2 separate regions of the Mus musculus genome follow, and region 2 is linked to region 1. The links are chromatin contacts, called in public HiChIP or PLAC-seq maps. All regions are on one chromosome and are shown on one strand. Each heading gives the region's core, a stretch centred on a gene start, on an enhancer-like site or on the middle of the called end of the contact. The rest is flanking DNA. Distances are from core to core; before and after follow the strand shown.

The links. HiChIP or PLAC-seq counts read pairs in DNA pulled down with a chosen protein or histone mark.
Region 2: a contact with region 1 is called in an H3K4me3 HiChIP or PLAC-seq map of embryonic basal ganglia, with 7 times the contacts expected there. The contact joins two enhancer-like sites. A contact is called at or near these places in 15 of 484 Hi-C or Micro-C datasets (the N1E-115 cell line, cerebellum, cerebral cortex and 9 more) and 3 of 115 datasets of contacts at active chromatin or transcription factors (craniofacial prominence, embryonic basal ganglia and embryonic midbrain).

The regions. Positions count from the first base shown.
Region 1 is chr2:63,701,489-63,704,317 of GRCm38.p6, reverse strand. No RefSeq gene overlaps it. Among named protein-coding and RNA genes, the nearest start is that of Gm8541, 130 kb to the right of the region's middle. Within about 2 kb of position 1,382, at least 122 of the 459 cell types and tissues checked have an H3K27ac peak or open chromatin away from gene starts, as enhancers often do. A contact at or near this core is called in embryonic basal ganglia, where this site is marked.
Region 2 is chr2:64,521,436-64,524,409 of GRCm38.p6, reverse strand. No RefSeq gene overlaps it. Among named protein-coding and RNA genes, the nearest start is that of Gm13575, 130 kb to the right of the region's middle. Within about 2 kb of position 1,504, at least 7 of the 459 cell types and tissues checked have an H3K27ac peak or open chromatin away from gene starts, as enhancers often do. A contact at or near this core is called in embryonic basal ganglia, where this site is marked.

The DNA of each region.
Region 1 (2,829 bases), core at 133-2,632:
ACACTGTTTCAATTCTTCATTTCTAGTCAGTGTGTGCAGAAGAAAACAATGTTTAAGCTTGTTCATTTTATCCTTGAATATCTGGATTCAAGACATGCTTGGACATCTTAAAAGGGCTTCCAATCCTGACTAAAAGGTTTGCCACCATTTCAGAATGCACAGTAAGGACAAAGAATTGCTGTTAATCAGAGAGGGTATGGCTCTGTAACCAAATATTAAGTTATTGCTAACTTTTCCCAACAAGTAGTATTCACGTTTGAGAAGACTATTATTTTGCCACACTCAACGGAAGAAAGCATTTTATTTAGTAATAGTTCAAATAATGCAGTAAAAATGTCTTTGTGTGCATTTGAACTGGCCCTGGTGGCCTGATTCAGTATTTTGCCCATTTTCTTGGCTTTTTGAGCTTCACGCACACAAAAAGAAATTGTACAAAACACTTAGCACTTTTTTTTTCCTTTTTTTCCTCAAGGCTGGTAATGGGGCTTTCACTGCACAAAGGCAGGGACAAACTATTTGGAAAGGTGAGGGTTCTCAGAAAAACTAGAAAACTCTGCCCATACATTTTGGACTTGCTCTCTTCACTGTTGCTGTATGTTTGCATCCCTAGAATCTCTGAGGATTTATGCTTACCATGTAAAATATAAAATAGGATCATTGGACGGATCCACAAATTTCACATGCAAGATAGCTTTTAAATGGAGGATGGCGAATAATTCATGTTTAAGAATTTTATAAGAGTTACCTTTTGCAAAAGGCAGTTTTCACTGGCAACACTTCCATCTGTGAAGTGAACTAGCTGGCTACTGACTCTCTCTCTCTCTCTCTCTCTCTCTCTCTCTCTCTCTCTCTCTGTGTGTGTGTGTGTGTGTGTGTGTGTGTGTGTAGAGGAGAGGTGGCAGTGAGCAGGTAGAAGGTCAAAGGGTAAATTCCAATTGCTGTGACATATTTTTATGAGCGGAATCATAGCCAGCTTTTAGCCTTGAACAGGAAAGAAAATCTTAGGAAGGGAAGGAACATGAATGGGCTGGTCAGGGAAATCAAGAAGTGCTCTCCCAAATTAGCAGCTAATTGCTCCCTAACCTGCCATATTCATCCATTTGAGCTTTATTTTATTATGCTGGACTTGAAGATTCGTTTTCTAATAAAGAAATGGTAGTAAAATCTCAGTTGCAAATACAAAGTTCTCTTCGAGATTTTTACCTCACTTTTACCAAACAAAAAAGCATGTTTTCCCCCTTCTTTTGTAGGGGGTGGGGTGCCGAGGGGGTGAAGCATCTTTGACAGTTTGAAAGGAGGAGGAGAATATGTGGGAGTTCTCAGAGAAAGGCTGACAAAGCACCGCAGCAGCGGCAGGAGATGGGAAAAGCTCAGCTGCTGGAGAAGAGACAGGAGGACCGCGAGTCTGGCTTTGTTAGAAGCCCGAACTACTGTACTCCAGGTTCCTCCGTTTGTGGGGACCATTTTCTGCTTTGTAGTTGTCATGCAACCAGGCAAAGCGAAAAGGGAAAAAAAAGGGAAACAGAGAAAAGAGAGAGAGAGAGAGAGAGAGAGAGAGAGAGAGAGAGAGAGAGAGAGAGAGAGAGAGAGAGATGTCAGGGGCCGCAGTCCAGGCAGAGCAGCTGCCAGGCCCGCCCAGCAACCCACTCCTTGCAGTCTCCAGCGCGGCAGCGGGGACAGCACTGGCAGCAGCTGCAGGGAGGCCCTGCTGGTCCCCAGCCGGCGCGCGCTGGGGTCAGAATGGGGAGTCCCTCTAGCTCTCATCTTCTGAGCAAGCAAATTCTTCAGATTCCTGCACTGGGGCCCTCTGGATGTCAGCTGACCGGCAGCTAGCTCCCTGGATCCAAACCTGCCATCTCCTGGGACACCCTAAGCGCTCTGGATATGTTCTGGGTGTCCCTGCGCGGTTCACTCCAGGTTTCTCCTCCCTCTTGGTCTGCCTGAGGGTCTCGCACAGAAGTCAGGCAGTTCTGGCAGGAAGCAGAACCTAAACAGGACCATCATTTTCAAAGTTGATGGGACAAACCCAGGCATAACTTGAGATGGAGACCAGTCCCAAGGCTTAAAAGAAGATGCACAAATTAGACAATTTCACTATTAGCAGAGGCAGCATTATGACCCTTTTTGTTGTAAAAGGGACATAAATGTAGCTGTAGATTGAATGAAGTTATAGGCCATAAAAGGGCAAGAGAGAGTAGGGAAGAGATAATAGGCGCTGTCCATCGACTCCTCCTCCCCTCCCTGTGTCAGACCTCCCCAGCAGTGGTGGTGGCAAACAGTCTACCCGCAATAATAAATGAGGGAAGGCGGAAGGATAAATGCCACCGAGCGCGGCCGTGCATTTTAGAGTGGCGACAATTGCTGTTTATTTGCTTTTCGTTTACGAAAATGACAAAGGGCAAGGTTATATGTGAGACACATCTCCGCATTGTGTTTTACTCGTGGTGGTTTTGGGAATCAAGGTGACTGGATGCATAGTAAACTTTTCTTTATTTTGGATGTGGAAAATATAATCTTCTTTCTAAACTAGAGATTTTTCTTTTTGTTAAAGACTTTGGCAGAAACAAATCGAACAACTTTTTTTTCACTGTTTTTCTTCACTAATCCTATGCCCTAAGACTAATAAATTCTTCTCAAAGTTTATGGTAATTCCTATCTATGAAGAAATTTCTATCTATTTGCTGTGCAATCATAGATTTTTGAAAATATATTGGAACATTTCAGCTCGGGAAATTTTAGATACTTTTTTATTTGCTCAGAAATTAAGTAGATTTACTCTTGTGTTTCAGTGTTTGATCTAAGGTTAAAGTCAAATCAGGGCAATTCTTC
Region 2 (2,974 bases), core at 255-2,754, 820 kb before region 1:
TCTCAAGTGAGAGATTGCTAGCCCAATGACTTGACCAAAAAAAAAAAAAAAAAAAAAATCAGCGACGTCCACCTGTGCCATATAATCTGCACACACTGCATTGAAATATCAATTTAGAAATGCCACTTTCCTGGAGCAGCAAGTAATTATCTGGAAGAAACATATTTTATCACTACCTGTAGCTCATATCAGGCAGCAAATCTTCAGTCCCTGGCGCATGATCCCATGTTTCCTTACAAATTGTGCTGCTGAGCTGTGCCGCATCGTAACACTTTTAAATAAGATCTTGACACCTCTGTCATTGTGCAGGCTAGGATCTAGACCACAGGAGCCCCCATCCCCCCCTTTAATTTGAACACAGTATTTTTCAACTAATGACAAGCATACATTATGTTTTTCCACTCTAACCAAGGCTCTAAAGCTATTTCAATTTGACTGGAGCGTTTTCTGCCAAATGGCTACACAGAGCACATTACCCACCAGAAAGCACCACGGTGATGAGCGCGCCCTGTCACCTATCCTGCGCGTCGATATGGGGGTTATTTGATTTGAAATTGGATTCTAGCCTTCCCTGATCTGCTGTGTAAATGGAGAAGCATGGGTTGAAGGAATTCTCAAAGTTTATGAAGAATAAACTCTGAGTCTTCTACTTTGAGTCTAGCAGAAGTTCTCATCTCAATGATAAATATTCAATGCTGAAAGGAGAAGAATATTTTTCTCTAATGGAAAGAAAACTTCGGAAAAATTATTCTATGCATGAATTTCTTCTGTGATACGAGTTGGGTGCAAGTTGCAGGCTTTTGTAGCAGGGTGGCTTTCTGACCCTTCTTTAAAGATTTAAGACTTAGTTCAGAAGTTCACTGAATGGGATGAGATGTGCTTCTTAAGTATGGAGCCTTCAAAAAATCTTCTAAATATATAATATTCTCAGCGAGACATGTCAGTCATTGTCAAGATGAAAGTCGTTTAAATGCTAAGTTCCTGGTAAACTGTGCCTGTGTTGTTGGGCCCTGTTCACAAAGCAATACCTTAGCTGTATGTGTAGAGCATACAAAAAAAAATAGGATTTTATTATGGTATGTTCAGTATCACTGAAGGCTGTGATGTGGGTTTGGAGGAAGGGAGTTTGCTATGCAAGTTACATGCTCATCACCACTATGTGTATGGCCCTCAGGGCAGCATAAAGAACTTCAGAGAAAACATATTAAATGGGCATGGGGAAGCATCCTTTTTGACCCACATGAAAGGGCCTTTGTGTAGATCTCATGAGCACAAGATTTTATTTTCAAGTGGATAAAGATGTGCGGTTTCTTTAGAATCAAAGGTAGATTGGCAACACTTTCTATAAATGGCAAGATAATTATGAGCGTATTTGGTATTCAGTGTAAAACATTCATCACTTTGAATAGTTTTGGCATCAAGGCAGCTGTAATAGGCAATCCCACAAGAGTTCCTTTGTAATTTAGCATTAAATGATGTCCCCTTATTGTGACGGCAGTTGAGAAGTTAAAAGACAGAGAAAGGAAGAAAGAAAACACAATTCTGTGCTCAGTCCAATGCAGCTCTGCCAGAGACTGGGTGGAAATTTGCTGTGAAATGATGACAAGAGCAGAGCTGATTTCCTGAGATAAAGAGCATTGACTGGTTTTGTGTTTGTGACAAATGTTAATGTGATCACATACCTTCTGTAGGCTAGTATCTACCTCACAAAAACAAACTGTTTCTAAAAACGTATAAAACTGCTTTCATTTTTACACTGAATGTGTGCTAGGCTGATTAGAATGGCACTGAATTCAACACGGCTTTCTGAGTCTATATCCTTTGTTTGAGGGTGTGTTGCAGCTACTCCAAGAGGTTAACTCCATTTCCCATCTCTTGAATCTGGATTGGCCATAGAACTTGCTTTGCCCTATGTGACAGAAGTGACAGCTTGCCAGGGTAGAGTCAGGGCTTCTTAATGACTCTCCTGAACGCTGGTCCAGCTGTCATGGGAATCGGCCAGGATTAGCCTGCTGGAGGACAAGAGGCATGGTGAATAGTGATGATTTATCCCAGTTGGAGCTGTTCTAGTCTTACCAGCCTCTAGTTGACCTGTGGCTGATGGCAAATTGCTGAGCAATCCTAGCAACATCATTGAAAGCTGGCCCAAAGCAGAAGGATCAGTCCCCATAGCCAAGTCTGTACTGCTCACTCCCATAACAGTAAGTTGAAAATTGGTCATTATTACAACCCACTCAATTGTGTGGAGCCTTGTCACACAGCACTAGATAACTATTTGGATGCTGTAGATTGAGAATCCAGATTAAGAAACATAAGGCTCAAGGTTTAGCTGCAATATTACTGAGTGAATGTGAAACCCCATTCTGGAAAGAATGATCTATCTTCCTTGTCTACCTTTGCTTCTGTAGCTTTCCGCTGCCAATGTCTTTTCCGATGGCCCACACTGGGTTTTTCTTTAAAGCTAGATGGTCTACTTATTCATGAAAGCTTTGATGACTTCTTTAATCTGCTGCTCAGAACTTTCTAGAATTAGAGGACTAACTGTATAATATCTTCCCTTTGTGTTGTTTTTAAGGCTAGTAATATTTTGCCCTTTGAAAGGACATGAGATTGTATCTTAACCATATTTATAACACTGAAATCAAATCACCTTTTGTATATATGTTCCTTTCCTTCTTTCTTCTTTTGCCTCCTCCTCCTCCTCCTCCTCCTCCTCCTCTTCTGCTATCTCCTCCTCCTCCTCCCCCTCTTCCTCCTCCTCATTTTTCATCTCCTTTGCCTTCCTTTTTCTGAGGCAGAATCCTGCCATTTATTCCTGACTAGCCTGAAGTTCACTGTATACCCCAGTCTGGCCTTAGACCGCTTATTCTTCTCCTTTTGCTTAGCAACAGCTTAGATGACAAGAATGAGGCACCACTCCAGGCTATCTTTACAATCTTGACAAAACTAAACAATACAAAAGCAATCAAATAAA